Regions from separate parts of the Canis lupus genome. Here region 2 is linked to region 1. The links are chromatin contacts, called in public Hi-C maps. All regions are on one chromosome and are shown on one strand. Each heading gives the region's core, a stretch centred on a gene start, on an enhancer-like site or on the middle of the called end of the contact. The rest is flanking DNA. Distances are from core to core; before and after follow the strand shown.

What was found. A called contact is a pair of places that touch in the nucleus more often than the background predicts.
Region 2: a contact with region 1 is called in a Hi-C map of blood, with 2.7 times the contacts expected there. The contact joins the enhancer-like site here to the promoter of SLC39A10 in region 1. A contact is called at or near these places in 2 of 9 Hi-C or Micro-C datasets (amygdala and blood).

Annotation. Positions count from the first base shown.
Region 1 is chr37:5,257,084-5,263,447 of UU_Cfam_GSD_1.0, forward strand. SLC39A10 (zinc transporter ZIP10) reads left to right here and starts at 3,511. Exons shown (of 10, transcript XM_038585209.1): 1 at 3,511-3,640. The coding sequence starts at 3,595.
Region 2 is chr37:5,322,154-5,328,350 of UU_Cfam_GSD_1.0, forward strand. All of the region lies in intron 1 of SLC39A10 (zinc transporter ZIP10), which reads left to right. Among named protein-coding and RNA genes, the nearest start is that of SLC39A10, 65 kb to the left of the region's middle. Within about 2 kb of position 1,883, at least 6 of the 20 cell types and tissues checked have an H3K27ac peak or open chromatin away from gene starts, as enhancers often do. A contact at or near this core is called in blood, where this site is marked.

The sequences.
Region 1 (6,364 bases), core at 2,261-4,760:
ATATCTCTTAGCTCTGTCACTTACTATCTTGGACAAGTTAATTAATCTTTCTTCCTCATTTTCCCCATTCCTGTGGTAGAAGTGATGATGCCTGTTGGGCAGGATTGTCAGGGTAAGTGAGATAATGTACCAAAGTTTCAGACACACCCCTTGATTTTGACTATGGGAAAATATCATCTTTTTTTCCTATCCATTTTCATTTCAAATGCAGAAGACAAAGTCTTACCAAGGTAGGAACGAAGGTATCTGTGGAATAGATGCAATAAGAAAGTGTGTGTCATGTTGTGTGTTTTCACAGCTCTATCACTTTGCCTAGCTTTAATGAAGTTGGCTGGCCTCCTCCTTCCTCATTTCATTAGTAGGTGTCTTTAATCTTCTCCAAGACCATGGCATACAACCATGAAAATCAGATGTCTCCTCTAAATGCACTACTTTCAAAGACTGTATGCAGAAAAAATTATTGAAAAAGTAAGAGAGGTGAGGATTTATCATTTAATAGATGCAACAAGTCTGTACCAGGCACTTTGCTAAGTGACACAGAGTCAGGCAAAACACAATGGAGAAGATGGTACTAAGGACGGCTCTACTTAGGGATTGGTGAAATTCAAGGGAATGCTTGGTCTGCTAAGACCTAGAAAATCATTAGTCTCACTCAAATTTAAGATTTCACTGAAAAAAAATCCAACCAAATAATTTAAGGAATTATTGATATGTATTATTCATATGACTGAGAAAGCAAAAAGATCGAGCAGGCTTTTTATAAGAAGGGACCCGGTTGGCTTATTGGTAGGGCATGCAACTCTTGATCTCAGGGTCATGAGTTTGAATCCCATGTTAGGTAGAGAGCTTATGTAAAATGAAAAAATAAAATAAAAAAGCCAAGGGCTCTATAATATCAACAAAGACCTACTTTTTTTTCCATTGTTATTCTCTGTCTTCCATGATGTTGTTTTCACCTCCACCTTGTCTCTTCTAATGGTCTCAAGGAGGTAGTGAGAAACAACCAGAAGTTCATTATTCCTAGTTCATATCTACAAAAGCAGAGAGTGCTTTTGTGGTAACCCCCATGGGTTAGAGAGAAATTTTCTTTCCCCCAAACCCTTGCCACTGTCTACTCAACATCGTTGTTCCTAACTGGAGGAACAATGTCTGAAGCCAAACAGCAATTAGCCCTGGAGCTGGGCAATCTGACCCAACCCGTGCTGGAAAACACAATGTTTACTTAGAAAGTAGAAAGAAGCCTGGCTGGCGAGGAGAGACTTCCCAAATATCAACCAGAGCTCTTGTTATTCTTTCTTTCTGCATGTCTATTCCACATTGCTCTCTTGCCATGGGACAACTCCCAAGCCAAATATCTGTGATTCTGCAAATCTAATTCCATTCCCATCATTGACCTGTGATGTTTGCGCTTTATATCAAAAGTCTTAAATATAATTAACTTGGCCTAACCTATGGGTTGACTTGCATAGTGGGTCTCCACACATTGGTCCTTGTCTCCTATAGCCAGAGGAGTAGGGTCATCTGAGATAATCATGGATGACTAGGCCCATCTGTTTAGCAGGGTTTGTGGGTGGGAACAGATTCTTTTAGAAGGGGATGTAGGCAGAAAGGCAATTTTATACTTCTCTTCCCAGAAAAATCCCAGAGGTGAAAAGGATAGGGAAAAAATGGCCCTGGAATGTAAAGATAAAAGAAAAAACTGGATTCAAAATTAGGCTGTGTGACTGACCATAGATGTTTGTTCTACTCACTATTTTAACCTTAAAATCTCTGGAATTTGCTTTTAAAAACACCAAAATACTACTTCAAGGAGAACTATCACAGAAGAAAACAATCTTTGATCATAATCTAGAACCTAAAAAGATATTTTTATGCTCACTGTAGCCCAGGTGTTGGAAAGTGTCAACCCATGGCTAAATTTTATGCCTTTTTTTTTTTTTTTTTTTTTTTTTGCACACTATTACTTCCTCAAAACGACTTTAAAATTGAAAGGACTAAGAGAATACCTCAATAGAATTTCTCCCAGCAACAGGGCATTTCACTCTGAGGTAAATAACCCATTTGAGCTTCCAGATTTCCAAAAAGGTGGTAGAGGTTCCCATCCCATCCATCCCTGGCCTAGCCCTGATATATTCACTGGAAAGGGGGAAGTTTTTCAGTTCTCACCAGTAGCCATGGCGCCAAAGAAAGAAGAGAGTGTGGGCATCAATGAGAGCAGTGCAACCAAAATTCTGTTGGGCAAGGGTAACAGAGCTGGAATGAGCCGGGCTTCTCTTGACTCCCTAATCCCGCCCAAGGCTCACTTTGACCCAAAAGACCATCTAACTGATCACTATTTTAAATGTGAAAGAAGATCTAAAAGGACTCTTTTAACTCCCACCATCCCCAACCTGGAGCGGATTGGGCTGAAGGCACCAAAATTTCCCCTGAGGCATGGAAATCGCACCAAAGTTTATCTTGATGGCTCCAATACTTGAATTCAGAACCTTTTGCCTAGACTAGACCAGATTTCAAAAAACCCTAAAATGAAGTTGAACAAAAGAAAAATATAAGGAACAGAGAGACAAACACTTTTTAAAACAATGTTACTTGGCCTGTAGCTAATTCTGATTTTAGTTTTAAAAAAAAAAAAAGCCCACAAAGGCCAGTGATGGTTAAAACTAGAGTTAAAAGAAAGAAGAGAAGACTTTAGATATAAAGGCAGAATTTTTTTTTTGATCAACATTTCATGTAGCAGCTCCTACACGGCCTTCCCATTTCTCAATAGCTTTGATTTGTGGAAATAAGGGTTATGCAATTTCCACACATTGTGCTCCAATCACAGCATGTAGGCAACAATAAAAAGCAAACAACTAGATGCACTCAAGGCTGGAGATTTTGATAAGCTTTTCTTTTCATTCCACAAGGGTTTTTAACTTGATATTTTTCTGAGGCAACTGAGATATTCTTATTGAGCTTTAATGGGATATACATGAATACTGGGAAGCATCTCATTTTCTTCAATGTATCTATGGCAGCAGCCCTGGTTAATCTAGTTGTGAAAAATTAACCGAAAAGAAATTATTGGACTATGAGAATTCCACAGTTGACAGATTGTTGGTCTTTCTCTTAAAAAAAAAAAAAAAAAGAAGAAGAAAAGAAAAAGAAAAAAAGAACTATGCCATCTGTTTACAAAAGATGAGAAATGTTGAAAAAAATTATTTCCCTTAGGGCATAATGCTACAGCCATTTAGAGAGAGGTCTCTGGCATTTTCAGTGAGGCTTTGGTAGGAGGAACGAGACAGCATCAGGTCTGCACAGTCGTTGACTGAGAAAAACACAGATGATTTCCTCTGGTCCTTATTTTAGTTTTACTCTTTGAACTTCCAGCAGTTTATTTATTATTGTTGTTGTTATTTTTAATTGGGGACAGATTGTTTTAGGAATCATCTTGGTTCCTTTTTTGAAGTTGGGTTTTTTTTGGTTTTTTTGTGTTTTGGTTTTTTTTTTTTTTTTGAGACTGGTTTCTAAAGTGCTCCACCTCCACCACCTGTCACTCTACGGAGGGCTACGACTTGAGGGCACTCACCAGTTCTGAGCTCAGCTGCGGACTGGATGGTGAAGGGCAGCGGCAGAAGGAGGTGGAGGTTCAGATCTGGAGGTAGGTGGCAATACAGTCTTTCAAAATAAAAATCCCCAGGCTGCAGCTCTCTGATAAATTTCCATACACTCTGTGCACCTAGAGAAATAAAACTAATCTACCAAATGTAATTCTCTCAGAAGGATTTTCTCCTTACATACAAAACCCTGGGATATTTACGTCCTCACCCCATCATTTCTATGTGATTAATCATATGTTGGTCACCTGTCACTAGATGGCATCCTGTAGTGTTTCTTAACAGCAGCTAACTAAGTTGGCAAAATTACAGCGTGGGCCATTTTTCTGTATTTTCTTCTTTGGTGTGGATCTAGAGAGTCTAAATTGGATACTGGATATTTCATCTTTATTTGCTTTATGGGTTTGGTTTTGTAAAATTTGTATATGCTTGAGATTCTTCTTCTCAGTGTGTCTTGCTAGGACATTACCTCAATGATTCTGAGTCTTAAATAAAGAATAAATTTCTGCTTCCTCTAAATTTTCTTCCAAGTCACACACACAAATATTTACTCTTAGAGACTTTGCAGAAATAAAATAAAGCTCAACACGTCCAGGATCTTTACCTCGACATGCAGGCAGAACAAGATCTACCTATGAAATCTTGTTTTATCCAAGCATGGCCAGTTGCCAGTTGGAATCTATTCACAGATAAGCCAGGTTGATGGGAATAATATAAAAATGATCAGTTGATGCTTTCAGAAACCTGTGATATTTATAAAGGAAATATAATAACAATAAATAAGGAAAACTGTCACAAATAAGAGTTAATGGTCATAGTCTTCTACTTTCCAGATGTGACAGGTAATTATGACCATTTTCCCCCCAGTTTTATTGAGAAATAATTGTTAATGATTATTTTTATTTGTTTTATTCCAAACAACCATATGTTACTGAAGAATGGAATCTAACTTTCATGTTGTCAGTAAAATAAGACAAATCTTTCTACATTTCAATTATGATTTAATGACCTGAAAATTTGTAAACAATAGCAATGTATTATTGATGATAAAATGTATTATTTGGAGTTAGGCTAACAAGATAAATGACAGATCAGATGATAAGATAGCATCTAATACAGTACTTGATATTCTAAATGTCTAAAATCTATAGTATTAATTTTCTATTTTCATTTACTAGTTTACTATCTGGAAAGATGGTTCTCCTTCAATTTATCTTTTTATTTTATTCTATTAATTCATTCAACAAATATTAGCTGAATACCTATGTTGGATTAGATGGCTAGAGATGCAAAAATAAATAAGACACTAAATTTGCCCTCAAAAAGTTTTTAGTTCTTTGTGTTGTTAAGCATCCATATAGTAAGTTTCAGAATCAATCAGCGGGAGTAGGAGGAGGAAGGAGAGAAGGAGAGCAGAGAGAGAAAGAAAAAGAGGAAGTGCAGAGTCTTAGATGAAGCAACCAGAAGTACGATTCTAGTCACAGCTCTGCTAGTGGACTCCCTGGAGCTCCCTCATTGTATGTGTAAATGAAATAATTTTACATAAAAGTGTTTTGTAAACTGTAAAATACTTTTTAAATGTACAGCTTTTTAAAGCTTTCTAATTTCTTCCTGCAAGAACCCCACAGTTTTCAAATAGAGCTTTGATCTTGTAATCAAGTCTTACTTCCTTTTAATTTACCCTCTACTTTAAAATTCCAACTGCATAAATAAACCCCATTAAATTACCAACTCCTCTTGTAACACAAAACAGAAACACTATGATCTTGGAGAGTGAAAAGGTAGGAGGCTAAACTAAAGAGCCCTGTGATCACATCAGACTCTGAGACATTAAGACTCTGCAATGATCACTTTCTCACCTTCTACTCTAACTCTTGCTCCTTCCCCTTGGATTCCTGCAGATGAGAAATGGAATCGCCAGCACATTCTATTACAGGAACTCATGCGGGATAAAGAGACCTCTTGAAAGTTTCATTCTGGTCCTATAACTTTACCTCTTTTACACTTTGACGGTAGAAAGGAAATAAAGTCCTAGTTAATGGATGGGTTTAGGAGATTCAGTGAAATACCACCTATTTTTACAGTTATTCAATAGTTTTGCAAAATGCTTCTCAGTTTTGAGTATGGCCAGTCATTTCATATTCTCTGATACAGAAGTCAGAGAACTTCCTTTTCCACAGATTGTATGCAGAAATCAATATGTAAGAAACTCCATACTCAAATATATTTAAGACCCCAATGAAAAATACAAAAAATGGTGTCCTTTGTCAAGTCCTTGACTGGCTCTGGATGGGTAGAGAGGTGTATTATCTTAGTTTCCTAGACTATTATCCGAAGGTTTTGCCTTTTATTTTGTTACTGTATTAAGTTGCATTTTTAGTATGATGACAGCTTACCAATAAAGATAATCTTCTAATTAAGCATTTGGGCTGAAGATAGCCCCTCAATATATCAGTATATCCTTATTTGAAATAGTCTTATTTCATTGAGAAAATAGAAAAAAAAGTTACATTCTACCTGTAGAAATTTATACCTATCCTTATTTTGAATGATTAGTTTTATTCTAGAATATTTATTTGCTATCCAATATGGGCTGGGAGAAAACTTGAAAGGTTGGAACTGAAAGGTTAGAGACAGAGATATCCATTTACCATATTGTTTTCTGGCTTCTCCTTCCTTTTTTAGGTTTATGACATTTTTCTCTTTAAAATATTAATTCAAGCCAACGAGTGTCTTAGGAATGGCTTATTAGTATTTGTGCATAAGAA
Region 2 (6,197 bases), core at 633-3,132, 63 kb after region 1:
AATCTGATGTAAAGGAGCAGACTCCCTGATCTCCTAGATATGAGTGTGTGTATTTAAGAGAGTTAAATCCTGGCCTTCCTTATTGAAAGTCAATAGCAGAAATCTAAAATTGATGAAATAGCAGGGTAAGTATATCATTTTAAAACATGGACATAATTCCCTGGAGAAAAGCTGAAATAATGGAAGGTTTTGTTCCAGGAGGTAAATTCCGGAGTTGGAGATATACTGCTGTTTCTGTTCTAATTTTTTTTTAATTGTAGTTAAATATATATAATAAATATCATTTTAGCCATTTTTTTAAGGTCTGACACTCAGACAGAAAGGTTTTATTGACTTGTATTTATGAGTAGATGAAGGAGAGCCCATTAAAAAATTCTACTTTTTTTCTTGCTAGCATCTAAGATATTGCAAAATAAAATCAAATGGGTTTAATCAATATGGTAGGGTTTGTTGGGGTAAATTATACACAAAATTTACCATTTTAACACTTCAGTTGCATTAAAGTACATTCACAGTGTTGTACAGCCATCAACACTATCCATTTCCAGAATTTTTTCATCATCCCAAATGGAAACTGTACCCATTATGCCTTAATTCCCCATTCTCTTCCTCACCCTCTTCCCCCACCCACCACGTGGTAACCTCTGTTCTGGTACTTTCTGCTTTGATGAATGTGCCTTTTCTAGGTATCTCATACCAGTGGAATCATAAGATATTTGTTTTTGTGTCTGACTTACTCCACTTAGCATAATGTTTTCAGGATTCATTTGTATTATAGCACGCCATTTCTTTTTGAAATTTAAAGCTAATGTTAATGTATTACTCTCATAAAAATAGAAAGTAAAACAAACAAAACCCTGCAAAATAGTGCTCAGTTTTTAGGTATTGAACTCGAAGCTGAACGATCAGGCTTTAAGAAGGGTGTTTCAAGGCCATAGCTAGGACGTTAACAGAGCGGGGGTCCAGTTTCATTTTCTCTCCTTGACCCTTATCAGAGCTCTTTGTTTAATCCACGATTGCTTCACACGTGGATTATTGCTGTAACAGCTTCCCAGGGTATTCATTTTCTATTTCTGTTGTAACACGTTACTTCAAACTTGGTGGCTTAGAACAAGTTCATTATTAAGTTCTGTAGGTCGGAGGTCGGACATGGTCTCACTGGGCCGCACTCCTTCTGGAGGGACCCATCTCCCTGCCTTTTCCAGCTTCTGGAGGCCACCCACATTCCTTAGCTTTTGGCTTTCTTTCTCCAGCAACATTGCATCACTCTGACTGAACTTCCACGGTCACATCACCCTCTGATTTTCCTGTTTCTACTTTTGTGATTAAATTGAGCCTGCCTGGGATCCCCAGGTGGCTCAGCGGTTTAGCGCTGCCTTCGGCTCAGGGCATGATCCTGGGGACCCGGGATCGAGTCCCACGTCCGGCTCCCTGCATGGAGCCTGCTTCTCCCTCTGCCTGTGTCTCTGCCTCTCTCTATCTCTCATGAATAAATACATAAAATCTTAAAAAAAATTTGAGCCTAATTTGGGATCCTCTCCCCTCAAGGTCAGCTAACTGACAACCTAATTCTATCCCCAGTCTCTGCTTTCCTTTGCCATGTAAACTAACATTCACGGGTTCCAGAGATCAGAATGTGGGTATCACTTGTAGGGGGTGTGGGAGGCCTTCTTCTGCCTACCAAGCTGATCCTATTGCCTACTTCCCTCTTGCCTGTGATCTTGACACTTGCTTAAGATCCTTGGGCAGCTCTTACAGCCTCCAGGGCAGCGTTCAGACTCTCTGTATGGCCCACAAAGCCCTGCCTTACCGGTCCTGTCTCCTCTCTTCCAATCTCCCGTGTCAAAAACACACGTCAACACCCTGGGTTTCAGTTCCCCAATTGAGAACCATACTTGTACTCATTTCACCCGTCTGCTTGCATTGCTCTGCCCCCTGCCCTTTAATCGGCTCTGTCTTACTCATCCTTAAGTCAGACCTTCTAAAAAAAAAAAAAAAAAAAGTCAGACCTTGCATATCACTTCCTTTTTGAAGGCATGTTTGCTTTGATTGCCATAGCAACCCAGACCCCTCTCTCTCTCTCTCTGTGTGACTATCATAAATAAATAAAAATTTAAAAAAAAATAATAAAAAAAAATAAATTTGCTGGGATATATTTGCCTGCACCTGACCAAGTCTTCGTTGATGAGCACGTTAATAGCTCGCTTTAACATGACTGATCAAACTTGTTAACATATAATTGATTCTGCTTAATTTTTAATATAACTCTACTGGTATAAATAAATACTTGAACAACTACATCAAATCACCATAAAGAGGGGAAAGCTTTCAACTAAATGTATAACCAGATTGGCTAATTAACTTTCTAATTTAAGAGACTGTGGAATAAACATCTCCCTTGGAATTGATTCAAGCCAGTCAAGCTGAAAGATAAAGCAAAAAAGAACAAATGTTCACATTACAAGTATCTTGAAATGTTTTTATGCTATTCTCTATTCTCTATTCCATTTAAAATTTCCATTGACCTGCAACATTTACAGACTGAAAACCAGTTTATGGTTCTACAGATTTCTAAAAAAAAATTATCAATCTTTACAGAGAAACTAATATAGGTATCCTCACAAAAATTGGGACAGACTTGATATAAGGAGGGAAGGTATTGCAAGGGTTAAGGCTGTAGTCTCCAGATCGACTGTCTGGACTGGGGTCCTGGGTCTGCCCCATGCTGTGTAACTGCCTCAACTTTCTTCATCTGCGAAATGGGCATAATGATATTTACCTTGCAGGGCTGTACAGGGATAAGTTATATTTAACTCATTTAAACCACCTGACACATTTTAAACTATGCATTTTCCCATATTTAGGGTGGGAAGAAACACTGTGAAACCTAATTGCCTAGAGAAAGCAACTGTCACGGTAATTGGAATGAAACCTGAGTTGATGAAATCATTGGAAGCTGTAGGTGAGATCATCTATGGGGAAGCAAGCCAAGCATAGTAGGTTCTTAATTATTGGCTACCGCCAGAATCATTCCCCCAAAAACATTCCCCCAAAAACATTTAGCTTCTCTAAAGATGTGAAATGGTTAGAAGAGTTGGTCCATGGCATTCTGTGAAAAATGCAAAAGTGGCTTATTCCAGTAAAAATAAAATATAATTTGGACTTTAGTTAGAAACAGCGCAAGAAAAATTTAGAAATCCCTAAAAGCTACTCTGTTTTGACAATTCATTTATTACCTTCTCTGATGTTTAGAATTCTGCTGTATTCCTGCTGTCAAATTTTTAATAAATAAAGGTAAGCAATGTTTGTTAAGCTAAACCTAGTGTATCTTGATTTTTAAAAGATATATTGATTGTTTTCATAAGTGTCATTTGTGAGACGGGTCTCATTAGTTGGAATCTCTAGGCAAGGTTTGAAACCTCTCATGTGATGACATTTTAAGTGAATTTTAAAAATGAGTTTATTAATTTTAACTGGTTAAGCAAATGAACCTGCTTTAAAAAATATTCACATGGAGGAGCGTCTTGTCTAGGAGGCTCAGTCCGTTAAGCATCTGACTTTGGCTTTAGGTTATGATCTCAAGGTTCTGGAATGGAGCAAGTTGGGCTCCCATGCTCAGCTGCTTCTCTCTCTCTTCCCTCTCCTTCTGCTCTTCCCCCTTGTTCTCTTTCTCTCTCTCTCTCTCTCAAATAAATAAATGAAATCTTTGAAAAATTTACATGGTCACTTACTGCTAATGCATTTCCATGTTGATAGTTTTCCTTGAAGTGTGACCATTCACAAATCCTCTTTGAGTTTACAATATTCATGTGGATTACTTACATTGCCTTTTTTTTTTTTTTTTTTTTTTTTTTAATTCCTTTGGACTAGGATTCAAGGTTTGGAAAGTTGATTTTTTTTTTCCTGTGCTTCCAGCATTGTAAAAGATCCAGAACGTCTGCCTGTTGGCATCTAGGCCCCCAGGCTTGGTACAAGGGACAGCTTACCAAGCCTGCTGGTTTTCTTCATCTTAGTATTCTGTGAGTGAACGAGGCTGGCTAGAAGCAAGATTGAGAAGTTGGCAATTTGTCTAGTTTTCCTTTTGTCCCACACTACTTTGAACCACATTACCCTTAGGAAACGGGATAATCGTGTTTCCTCCCTTCTTAACACTTCCTCTTCTTCAGAAAAGGCATGAAAAAAAATACACTCTCGCAGCAGTATAAATAAGTAGTAAAATAGTGGTAACTTCCCTCAGGTCAAAGTCCCTTTGGTTTCAGGTTCCAGTAATAAAGTTCTAAATGTGAAATTCCGGGGATGGGTGACCCTGGGCAAGAAGTCTTCTTGGTACCATCATGTAGGCAAATGTATGGTCTGACTGTTATCCTGGCTCCGGCTGTGAGCTTCTTCCTTTCATTAATTCTTGAGTGGGTATTCCTATTTCCCCTGGGTTAGGTCTCGTTCCTATTTTTGAAAGGACTTGCCATGGCAAATCAGAAGCTTGAAGCCTCTCCATATTGTCCTTCTTCCTGTCTAATGTTGATGAAAGTCCTTGTGTTTACACCGCAATGAACCAGAACTGAGGGATTTGCCTAGTCTAATGTTGGCAGCAACTAGGCCAATGATATAAAAGTTCACTTTTCTACTGGGGGTGGGGAGTTGTTTGAACTGTTGTTTTAATTGTTTCATTTCTCCAATCTATTTTAGTTTGTGCAGTTAGCCGGAAACTCATTTTATTGCAGAGGCCTACAAACTCAAAATGGTCTCACCTGACAGGCACATCGGTCACATTTGTCTCTCTCCAGGGTGGGACCTCATACATCCCAAGTCTCATCCTGATCCTGGGCTTGACCTGTTAGATGTCACACAGTGCTACGGGTCTTAAAGAACACCATGAGGTGTGCCTTTTACATTTCTCTGGCTTCAGATCTGGAGCAGGCTGGGGAGAGAGCTTGGGGGGGAGGGGGGGCTCGATTTCCAGGCTGGAATACATAGTCTCCAAAAGTGAGTAGACAATTGTTAATTTTGAGGCCTTGGTTTAGAATATATTCCTGACATCTTTTTTCAATTCGTTAACACCTTTTCCTGCTACTTTGTACCCCCACCCCACCTCAGTGCTATATATCCACATAATGTAGTCTTTCTTGTTCTCTTTCCTCTAGGCATGACCTTGTCTGATCCACACTTTTTTGGCCATGTAAAAATCAGAATTAATTAATTATTTGAGACAGAGCTGGTTGTGGGGGGCAGAGGGAGAGGTAGAAGCAGACTCATCCCGGAGCAGGGAGCCTGACCTTGGGCTCAATCCCAGGACTCTGAGATCATGACCTGAGCCAGAGGTAGATGCCTCACGGACCGAGCCACCCAGGCCTGTACCCTAATTAAAAGTTCTTAACTTTGTTGTGAACGGTGACTTTTCCCCTCTACTTGAGGGAAACCACGTTTATGACACAGACTTCCTTTAGTCACAACTAAAAATTGAGGTAGGAAGTGTGGTTGCTTTCCATATTTATTGTAGCTAGTTCTTTTCTAATCCTCTGAGGAGCAAAAAAGGCCACTGGATTTATTATATCATCCCTCACAAAGGTAGGTGGGCCATGCTTAAAATTTTATATATGTGAAATAAAATTGTGATCAGTGCAGTGTGAATAAGCAAAATTAATGAAAGGAAACCATTTACAAATAATTCAGTAGTACTCTCTCTTGCCTCCACCCCCACCCTACCCCCCTTTGGCTTTTTGCAAATCGTCTGTACTGTTTTTAGAGTTCGGGTGAGCTTCTTTATGAATCCAATGAAGTGGATAGGAAAAGAAAATGACTAAACCTTTAGAAAATTCTATGATTCTGGGTGGCTCAGTTGGTTACGTGTTCGACTCTTGATTTTGGCTCAGGTCACGATCTCAGGTTCATGAGATCAAGACCTGCTTTGGGCTCTGCACGGTGAAGCCTGCTTGGGATTCCGTCTCCCCCTCTCCCCTCACCCCTTTCTCTTGCACGGGTGCACTGTCTTGCTCTCTCTTTCTTAAATAAAAAAGAAAATTTTATAATTCTAACATACTAGAAATTCCTTACTCTGACACATTCCTTGTACATAAAATGGGCAAAAATAATACATTACGGTGATATTTTTGCAGCACTCGCCATTGTTTAACTCAGCAGGTGATTTTGAGTAAGGCTTCAAGTCATTTGCTGAGATTCCTTTTCCCGGTGGGAAAAGT